Regions from separate parts of the Mus musculus genome. Here regions 2 and 3 are each linked to region 1. The links are chromatin contacts, called in public HiChIP or PLAC-seq and promoter capture Hi-C maps. All regions are on one chromosome and are shown on one strand. Each heading gives the region's core, a stretch centred on a gene start, on an enhancer-like site or on the middle of the called end of the contact. The rest is flanking DNA. Distances are from core to core; before and after follow the strand shown. Region 1 holds the start of 9430053O09Rik (a long non-coding RNA gene). Region 2 has its middle 16 kb from the start of Gm31495. Region 3 holds the start of Cxadr (coxsackie virus and adenovirus receptor).

The links. Promoter capture Hi-C pulls out the DNA fragments that hold promoters and counts their contacts. HiChIP or PLAC-seq counts read pairs in DNA pulled down with a chosen protein or histone mark.
Region 2: an H3K4me3 HiChIP or PLAC-seq map of embryonic forebrain shows a contact between it and region 1, with 5 times the contacts expected there. The contact joins the enhancer-like site here to the promoter of 9430053O09Rik in region 1. A contact is called at or near these places in 2 of 484 Hi-C or Micro-C datasets (cerebellar granule neurons and embryonic somatosensory cortex), 8 of 115 datasets of contacts at active chromatin or transcription factors (VIP interneurons, embryonic basal ganglia, embryonic forebrain and 5 more) and 1 of 9 other capture datasets (embryonic trunk).
Region 3: a contact with region 1 is called in a promoter capture Hi-C map of hippocampal neurons, with 5 times the contacts expected there. The contact joins the promoter of Cxadr here to the promoter of 9430053O09Rik in region 1. A contact is called at or near these places in 1 of 39 promoter capture datasets (hippocampal neurons) and 2 of 115 datasets of contacts at active chromatin or transcription factors (embryonic limb bud and neural tube).

What each region holds. Positions count from the first base shown.
Region 1 is chr16:77,419,069-77,422,201 of GRCm38.p6, forward strand. 9430053O09Rik (a long non-coding RNA gene) reads right to left here and starts at 1,314. Exons shown (of 4, transcript XR_003951960.1): 1 at 1,043-1,314. All of the region lies in intron 2 of Mir99ahg (Mir99a and Mirlet7c-1 host gene (non-protein coding)), which reads left to right.
Region 2 is chr16:78,169,443-78,172,484 of GRCm38.p6, forward strand. No RefSeq gene overlaps it. Among named protein-coding and RNA genes, the nearest start is that of Gm31495, 16 kb to the left of the region's middle. Within about 2 kb of position 1,644, at least 5 of the 459 cell types and tissues checked have an H3K27ac peak or open chromatin away from gene starts, as enhancers often do. A contact at or near this core is called in embryonic forebrain, where this site is marked.
Region 3 is chr16:78,300,052-78,303,099 of GRCm38.p6, forward strand. It overlaps Cxadr (coxsackie virus and adenovirus receptor), which reads left to right and starts at 1,620. Exons shown (of 7, transcript NM_001025192.3): 1 at 1,620-1,823. The coding sequence starts at 1,781.

The DNA of each region.
Region 1 (3,133 bases), core at 64-2,563:
TGTTTTAATCGTAAGTGACAAATCACAAGGCAAAAGGGAAATCAGATATTGGAAGCCATAGTAAACATCTGTAAAGTATCAAATATCAAGACCAAAGAGACTTATTGCTTATTGATATGGCATGAAAATATACTAAAGTTTTTTGCTAAAACGTCGGCACAGAGGAACAAAGCCTTTGTAGTCAATGTGAGCTGCATGTTTTATTTATCAAAATAACAACACTATTGTGCAGTAAGGAAAGAAATATAGAACAGCTACATGTGAGGGCATGTATGCCTTTGCTCCCTTCACTCAGACAACATGTAAGTAAACTCACTGCATTTGAATTATTCACTGCAGGGTTTACAATAAGAAATTTATCTGGTAAATTGAAAAGACCTCAATTAAGAAGCATGCACAAACTCACACTCATACACAGTCATATACACACATGCATGCTATGGGTAACTGTAAAACAAGAGATAGTCCATCAGAGCTTAAGAGAGAGAGGGCAGCCTGGTTTCCAGCAGAAGATGACTAGCAGGCAGAACCTCGTAGCTTTCCCTTAACACAGGGCAGTTACTTCGGTTAACTTAGAAAAAGAATGGAAAATACAAAGCATGTGATTTCCAGGAATAGATAAACCCAGACTCACTGCTTAAAAATTAATTGCAGATGGGTTTATATTCCGAGTTTTTTTTTTATGGTGCCTGAATATTTATAAAGTACATGGTTTGCTTTTCAGTTAATTTAAAAACTGACCTTTGTACAAATAGAAAGGAAAGCATTTTTTTTTTTTGCATCTAGAAATAAAATGTACAGAGGTCAAATGAAACTATTTTCATTTAAGCTAGAACAAAGAAGCTAAAGGAAACAAAATATCTGGTCAAACATGTACCTGTGTTCAACCCTCACAGAATGCTAACCAGAATCTAAACAAACAAAACAAAACAGAACAGAAAAAAACAAAAACACCCTCGTAAATCATTTGACCCTAGGAACTTTAAAGGAAGGAAAAATATTATCTAAGGTATAGTAAGTTTATAAAATAATAGTTACCTACTTTTGCAGCCAAAAATAAACGTGTGCTGAAAAATATGATTGTTGCATGTGCATCCCAAAGAGAATAAAAATCCATCTAACTCCTCTTTCTTCATTGGTAGAGGGAAGAAGCAGCTTTGATTGCTTTTAGGTTTCTTCCTTTCCACCCTTGCTGCCTAGTCCCTCTTCTCGCCAGTGTATCTTTATGTTAGGAGAAACAGAACACAATCCCAAGACAGACATATTCAAAATAAACACTTCCGGGGCCAGAGAGTAACAGGCTTGCTGCTTTTCTTTCTAGCTTCTTTTAATATGAGTTTATACGTTCTGCCACAAAATTCAACTTGTAAGTAATCCTGTGGTACTTCAGCCTAGATGAAAAGAATGCTCATTGTGAATTATATTTCATCTGTCACAATAACCTTTTTTATTCTGCCCTGGACCTCCCCCTTGCCTTTGGCAATTAGAGAAAATATGTATGCCTTTAAGTATGAAGTACTCGTTTCTTCAAATCCAACCAAACCACTCCTGATGACAGTCACAGACAGACAGTGCTTTCAAATCACCATGCTGGGGAGATGCACCCAAGACATCCTCAAGCTACCCAGTTTCACAAGGACACGGTGAAATTGGGCATTCGGGAATGAGCAGGTGCCATAAGTCTCATTAACATCAGCTGCTGGTGAGCAGCAAGGAAATTTTAGTTATATTTAAAAATTGAAATGCAAAAACCTTCTAGTTACTTTTTTAGTTAAATCGTGCCCGGAGACAGATATTATCAGTAATATTTACTTCAATATATTAAATCATAATGATTTTATTTGTCATTTGTACTTTCCTAAGCACAAAATAAGTTATGTGCTTTTAAGTATATTTCAACACTTCCAATTAATATTTTTGCTGATGTTTAAAGAAGGAGAGAAAGCAAAGAAAACACATTCCTTTCAGATAGAGTTTAGCAGACACTGTCATTCAGTTTAAAAATCAATGTGTTTATCCGGTTTACTTACTCTTATAAATTCACTGAAATCACCTTGAGAGGCTCAAGTTCACCTTTCTGGATTTAAGCCTGTTAAATAACAGACACCATCAAGTCGTCCCCGTAAAAGGATAACTTAGATGCTCGGCTTTATAGGGTGTAGTAAAAGTTAGCACACTTCTACCTACAAAGCTACAAAAAAGACCTTAAGACAGCTACAAAGGAAAACAGAGGACAGGAGAAAAAAAAGTTCCGTTTTCACAGCAAAACAAAAATCCCTGCTTGTACAGTATCCCAGGCAGTCTCCAGAACAGCTGGATAAAGGCATACGAATAATTTAAGCCAACACAAAATTCATCAAGTATGAAGAAAGAAAGAAGGAGAAAAAAAAAAAAACCAACTTGAGACTAAAATGAAAACCTTTTGGCCCACAGCACAGGTTGGGCACAAAAGTGCTGGCTAAGCTATCTATTTCACACATGCAACGACAGAAGGTTCGATATTCATTCGATCGATGAGTGAAAAGGCACAATGGCAAAATCAGACAGACTTCTTTTCAAATACAGATCTCCAATGTCCCCCTCCAGTCTGCAGCTGCACGGCTGGTGGTGTGGCTCAGACGGAGCAAGGGTTACATCAAGGCTGCTCTCTGGACCGTGCAAACAGTCTAGACCAATGACCTGCAGCATCATGCCCTTTGAAGAAGAGGCAAGTTCGGTCATGATGAAGAAGAATCGAGGCGTACCCCCTTTTAACAATAGGGAGCAGCTCGAGGCTGCAAAGAGGTAAGCAGGGTAAGAAGAAAACAGCATCTGCTTCCATGGTTACAGGCCAACTATGAGAACCTCGCTTTTCAAGGGAGTCTGTTCTCAGGCTCCCTTGTGGGGTGTGCTGTGCATTGTAAGAGAAGGCAGGTTCAGCTGAAATCGCAGAGTTATTTCAGAGTAAAATGATACGGAGCACATGGCTGGCGGGGGGGGGGGGGGGAGAGGAAACGAGTCACATGACTTAAGAACAAGACTTGGGCTGTTTTGAAATAGAATTTTTTTTCTTATAGCAATTTGGACAAAAAGTAAATGTGTATAATGCCGACAGCAATGGCAAACATGCTCTTAATTTCTTTAGTTTTATGTG
Region 2 (3,042 bases), core at 394-2,893, 750 kb after region 1:
AAAACAATGGCAGAAGTCTATAGAAATACTTACAGTGCCATGTCAAAGTAAGTCGATCATGCTGTAGACATCTTTTTGGTTGATGTCAGCATAGTATGAAGAACTGCTCAGAGGTGGTGGAGCAGAGTGAAAAGTCATGAAGCCCTTAAGGAGGCAACACTTGCAAAGTCTTAGCTCAATCCCTGTGGAATACCAGTTCCTGCTGCACTTGCTGTACAATGAGTCTCTCCCCAACCAGCAGCCACAATCACAGCATTTGCCACAAGCATCTCACCAGAGCAAGCACAAACTTCGGCCAGGTGCTTCAATCTCTAGAACTGTGAGGTAAATATACTTCTCTTAGTCCACAAAGTACCCAATCTAACAAGTATTTTGTTATATACTCATATTAAGTTAATTAACAAAACTACTTCTGATGTGGTTGCCCCGTTTATATGCTTCAACTAATGCAATTGTTTGATAGAAGCAAGCTCTGTGGAATGAAGAAATTATCAACTTTGGAGAATTCTCCTGAAATAGTCTATAATTTGAGGATGCACTGTCTTTACGCAATATGAGGTTGACCTCAGGTTACCTACTCTAAGGGACAAAGGCTAGATTATTACAGAAGATGGAAAGCCAAAATAACCCTGGAAAAGACAAAGAAGGTATACTGCTCTCCTGTCAAGACAGTAGCCAGTTTATGACAGCTTTACTAATAGATCTAAAGAAAGGTTAATAACTGCATATTAGGTATGAAGGCATAGGTTGCCTTATTCAAAAGAAAAAAGTGTTTGACATGTCAGAGTTGATTGAAATCAACACTTGATTTAGTGGGTAGTGGGTATGGTCAGTGCCATTCTTCAAGATACATCAGTCTCCTGCACAGGACACAGATGAGTCAAATGAGCACATTTTAATAATGGCCTCGCCGGGTGTGGTGGCACATGCCTTTAATCCCATCACTTGGGAGGCAGGGGCAGGTGAATTTCTGAGTTCTAGGCCAGGCTGGTCTACAGAGTGAGTTCCAGGACAGCCAGGACTACACAGAGAAACCCTGTCTCAAAAATAATAATAATAATAATAGCCTCGTTGAGAACACTCCTCTGAGTTAAAATCTGTGCACATAACAAATAAAAAACTACTGAAAGCTATTTCAGAGTCAAGTAGTCTCAAAATATACACAGTCCCGTGCACTCACCAAAGAACGTGCAATCCTTTCATTATCAACTCTCACTTCGACTACTTGTCCATCACTGCTATACATGTATTTTATCCCCTAAACATTTCCCATCTGTATCACCTACAGCCACCACCCTTGTCAAACTTCTTCCTTTACCATCCCTATTCACTTGTCCTTTTTCTAATTTTTCTACACACTGTATGCAGAGTGCATGAGATGAGAAGCTAATCGAAAGCCAAAGGCGACTTGCTTGTTTGCAACTCAGGGACCTTGCACAGAATCACTCCTAATTAGTTAGAAAGTATTCGTTAGCCTGCTGTTTGCATGGAATGATTATTACTGCCAAGTTGTTTTAAATGCAAACAATGATGTTTTGTCCAGAAACCTTGGGGAAACAATAAATAATAGGTTAGTTATAGGTACACATTACAGCATTCACTTTAAGATTCAGCATGCACACAGAATGCCTCGTCATTTTCCACAGACCTTGGAATACCAATAACGCTCTACAAACAAGCTTTTGTCTGATCCCGAGATTCACTGAAGATTAGCTGGCTTGAATATCAGAAAGGAGTTGGAAGTCTGAGCCTTTGTTCCGACTGAAAAGCTTTTATTATTAACACAAAGATACTCCATTGATTTTTTTTCTACATCATAATTCTAGCTAATATTGACTTACATCTTTGGCTTCATATGCACATTTATATTCAGTTAAATCAATTTCTGGCCAGAATTTTGTCACACAACCTCATCTATAGATGGGGCTAGTAAACACTGCCTAGCTGAGTACTCAGAGAGAAAACAATAGAATAGATTAAAATGTAACACTGTGGTGAGTAAAACATTAGGAAATTCAGCTGTATAATGTCTGCTGGTTTTTGCATGTAGTTAATGCATACAATATGATGGTTTGCTATGTATATGTAAAGTAAGCTGATTATTACAGCCAAGCTCAAAAAGGCAACTGTGTGTTTGCATGTGTATATAATGAAAGGAAAGAAAAGGGCTGCTATAATATGGTGCTATGTACAATGAATATATAAATATATATATACATATGTATATTACTGGAACATGATAAATGCAGCATGTTACACACTATTTTCCATCACTCTGCACTAAGCTTTAACTAAAAGAGATTTAAAAAGGGGGGTTGGAGGGACAATAGAATAATAATAATAGAATAACAGAATAGAGAATGTTGGAGGGAGAATAGACTTCCATCTTCTGCCTTCTGTGTTAGAAGGCATTCTTGAATATCTGAAGACAGCAAACGCGAGAGCTGCTGTGCCTCGGTTTTAATGCCAAACTCCTGGGAGTAGCAGTGTTAGAGTTCCTTCATCTATAATGGAGACAAGTATAGGCAAGCTTCCATAAGATCCCAATAAGCTTTCATCTCCACACTAGATCAGGTCATGTGACTAATAGCTGGATCCTTCCATAGGCTTTTACCATCCTTTTAGTGATAAACCTGGCAACTGTTGATTTCATAAATCTAGTCCCAAGTTACTATCCCACTGGGGTTTAGACTGTTGAGCCCCAATCACCTAGCACACTGATGCATTTACAGTTCATAAGAGCTCAGTTTACAAGCACCCAAAAAGCCCTTTTCATATCTGGATTAGAGTCTTCATAATACTTTTACATTCTCAATGACTAAAAACAATTGCCATACCTTAATAATACCTCTGCTTCACACTAATGTACTACACATACCCTTAAAGAAACAAGAATGTGACACAGTTGTTAACAGCTCCCAGATCTGTTTTCCTGTTTTTATTATTATCTACCATGCAGAATAATCAAACCCATTACTTGAAGATTGGTTTTAAAATCATCTAATGTAAGGCTAAGTTAGTACTATGATTGTCTAACATGCA
Region 3 (3,048 bases), core at 370-2,869, 880 kb after region 1:
CTGGTTATTCTTCTGTCCCAGTTATTGTTCTGTTACTATGAATAGACACCACGGCAAAGGCAGCTCTTACAAAATAGGGCATTTAATTGGAGACTTGCCTACCGTTTTCAGTCCATAATTATCATGCAGGGAGCATGCAGACAGGCAATGATGCAGGTATGAGGCAGATGAAGCTGAGAGCCTCATCTTGATCGGAAAGGAGAGGAGGTGGGAAGAGGCAAGAGAGAGCCAGGATCTTATGGGTGTTTTGAAACCTCTAAGCCTGCCCCCAGGGATTCACCTCCTCCAACAAGGCCACACCTACTCCAAAAGGCTGCAGTACCCAATCCTTCTAATCCTTCCAAATAGTGATTAAGCATTTAAATATATGAGCCTGTGGGGACATCCCTATCACCCCCTACACCTGCCTTCTCTCTTTTCTCTGGTTCAACAAGCAACAAGGCATTCCCAATATTCCTTTATTAGTCCCTACTTGCTGAGCACTATGTGCTCTGTGGGGGGGGGGGCAAGCATTTTTTAAAAAAGATTTATTTATTTTTATATATTTGAATACACTGTCGCTGTCTTCAGATATACCAGAAGAGGGTACTTGATCCCATTACAGATGGTTGTGAGCCAGCCACTATGTGGTTGCTGGGAGTTGAACTCGGGACCTGTGGATGAGCAGCCATTGCTCTTAACTGTTGAGCCATCTCTGGACCTACCAAGCATTTTTTTTTTTAATGCACGATTTCACTTTCACTTCTAAATAACTTGCCCACCAAGACCCCTAACTCTTGGCCATTACGCTGGTTTCTTCTGTTTTCTACCTCCTAATATGGGGCTCTTGTGAATTTCAACATTTCTAACAGTTAAAAAAAAAATCTGGGAAGAGCAACCAAGAATAGTTAGCAAAGGCAAGTCTGAGGATAACAGCTTGGGAGAGCTGCAGGGCGGGATTGCACTGGCTTTTCAAATTCCTAATTTCCAAGAGCCACTCCCGTTCACTTAGCCATCCCCAACCGGTCCCACTTTTAAAGTTCTTTTGTCCCTGTGGGCTAACTTCAGGGCTGGAACGACTCATAATCGCAAGGAGGAGAAAAGCCCCAAGTATTTGTTAAACCTGCCGCCTCAATTTATAGGTCTAGTGTATACAGGGGCGGAAGAAAAGCCTCTCCTGAGCCTTCAATAGGAACCTAGCCATTCAAAAAGAAGGCAAGATATTGGCGGGGCTCTCTGATCGCCCTTGGAAACACGGGTGCCAGGAGGTCCCCACCCCTGACCACAGGATGCGGTGACTGCTGGCTAGTGGTGTGTCGAAAGAAACCTAGCTCAAGGTTTAGGGAGAGGGAGCAATTCCGGCCTGGAGCTGGGCTCTGGGGAGGAGGGCGTGACTGTTTCAGCAGTGAGACTGGCTCGCTGCTTCCCAGCTCACAAAGCGATTTAACCAGGAGTCGGGAGAGCTGGAGGTGGCTGCTAGCGCAAGCAGGTGTACAGCGCGCAAGACCGCTGGGACTGGAAGGTTCCTTAGAGGGGAGTGGGGGTGGGGAGGGGGGGTGGGACGCGGGCTGATCCCAGTTTCCATGGCAACCCCAGGGCGCCAACACTGTGGGCTCTTGCTTAGGGGCTCCCGGGTGCTGCCGGAAGTGACGCGTTCACCTGCCGAGCTGGGGCGGGGCGCAGAGGTGCCTTCGCTGCTGCCACCGCCGGGAGCCAGTCGGGAGTGTACCAGGCTCTGGGAAAACCAGGGCTCCCAGCCGAGATCGTTTACCTGCAAGCCACGACCCGGCCGGCAGCTACCATGGCGCGCCTACTGTGCTTCGTGCTCTTGTGCGGGATCGCGGGTGAGTTGCGGCACCTCTCCGTCCCAGTCGCTTGCGCTCCCAGCTCGCGGCCTCCCGGGAACAATGGGGCGTGGGGGGAGGGGGCGGCTCAATTTGGGGGGCGCTGCCGTGGTAGTGGCGGATGGGCACCCATGCACAGGGTGATCTGCCCCGGACCACGCGCGCCAGCCCGGAGAATGCATCGGTCCCCGGGAGCGGCGCAGGGGGCGTGAGGCGTCTGGGAGGCAGCGGAGCGGGGACCCGATCGTCCGGTGGCGGTGGCGGAGGCTCGCCCAGGGGCGTGTGGGGCGCGCCTCCAGGGCAGCTTACCCTGGGGACCATTTGGCTTTATCTGCCCTTGTCTGTTTCCCGCGTCTGCCTGGGTGTTGTGTGCCGCCAGCCTTCCCCGATTTCCAAGCTCCGGGCTGCGAGTTTTTAGGTATCGGGTAGTCCAAGCCGGGGAGGCTGAATTACCAACGCCATTATTTGAGAGAAGACTGAGCCGTTCGGTGTCAGTCGCCCTGGCTACCTTTAGGAAAGAAGCACCGAAGCTGCTGGTTTTTAGTCTCAAAGAACAGGCTAGCTCGACCCAGCAGCTCCGAGACGAGGTATTAGGAGCCGAAGGTCTGAAATCGCTGTTGGGGAGGAGTTAGCCCGGGTTTGTAATAAGTTGATTTTTTTTTTTTTTTTTTGTATGATGATTGACGTTCAGGTGGTGAGGCGTGTGGTGGTAGAAATCGCCCAGTACATCTTTCAGCTGCAGAGCGTCTCTTTCAGGAAATAAGGCATTAAAAAAAAAATGCCTGGACCCCAGGACGCATACGCATTCTAGCACTTAGAAATTAATCTTTTTCTAAGTGTGTTTTTAACAAGTCGGTCTCATTTCCTAATACTAAGCAATTGGAGGAATTTTCGAGCCAAGTGAGTCATGTAAAAGATTTACACGTTCAACTCTGGGAAGCACGCACGCGCACACACACCGTAGCCTCCGAAGAGGATTGCTTAGGATTGCGGGAGTTGGGAAGGTTGTTGGATCTGCCTCAGCTCTACTGGGATGGCTCTCTCTGCTTCCTGCTGAAATGTTAATTCCATTGTTGGATGCCACAGCTGTGGACATTACTCATGGGATCAACATTCTATTAACAAGTCTAATCTGTGGAGCTGAGGCTACCACACCGCCTCCACCTCCACCTTTTTTTTTGGATACAGATCTTTTAGGCTTGGCTGAAATTTCGAAATTAAATCT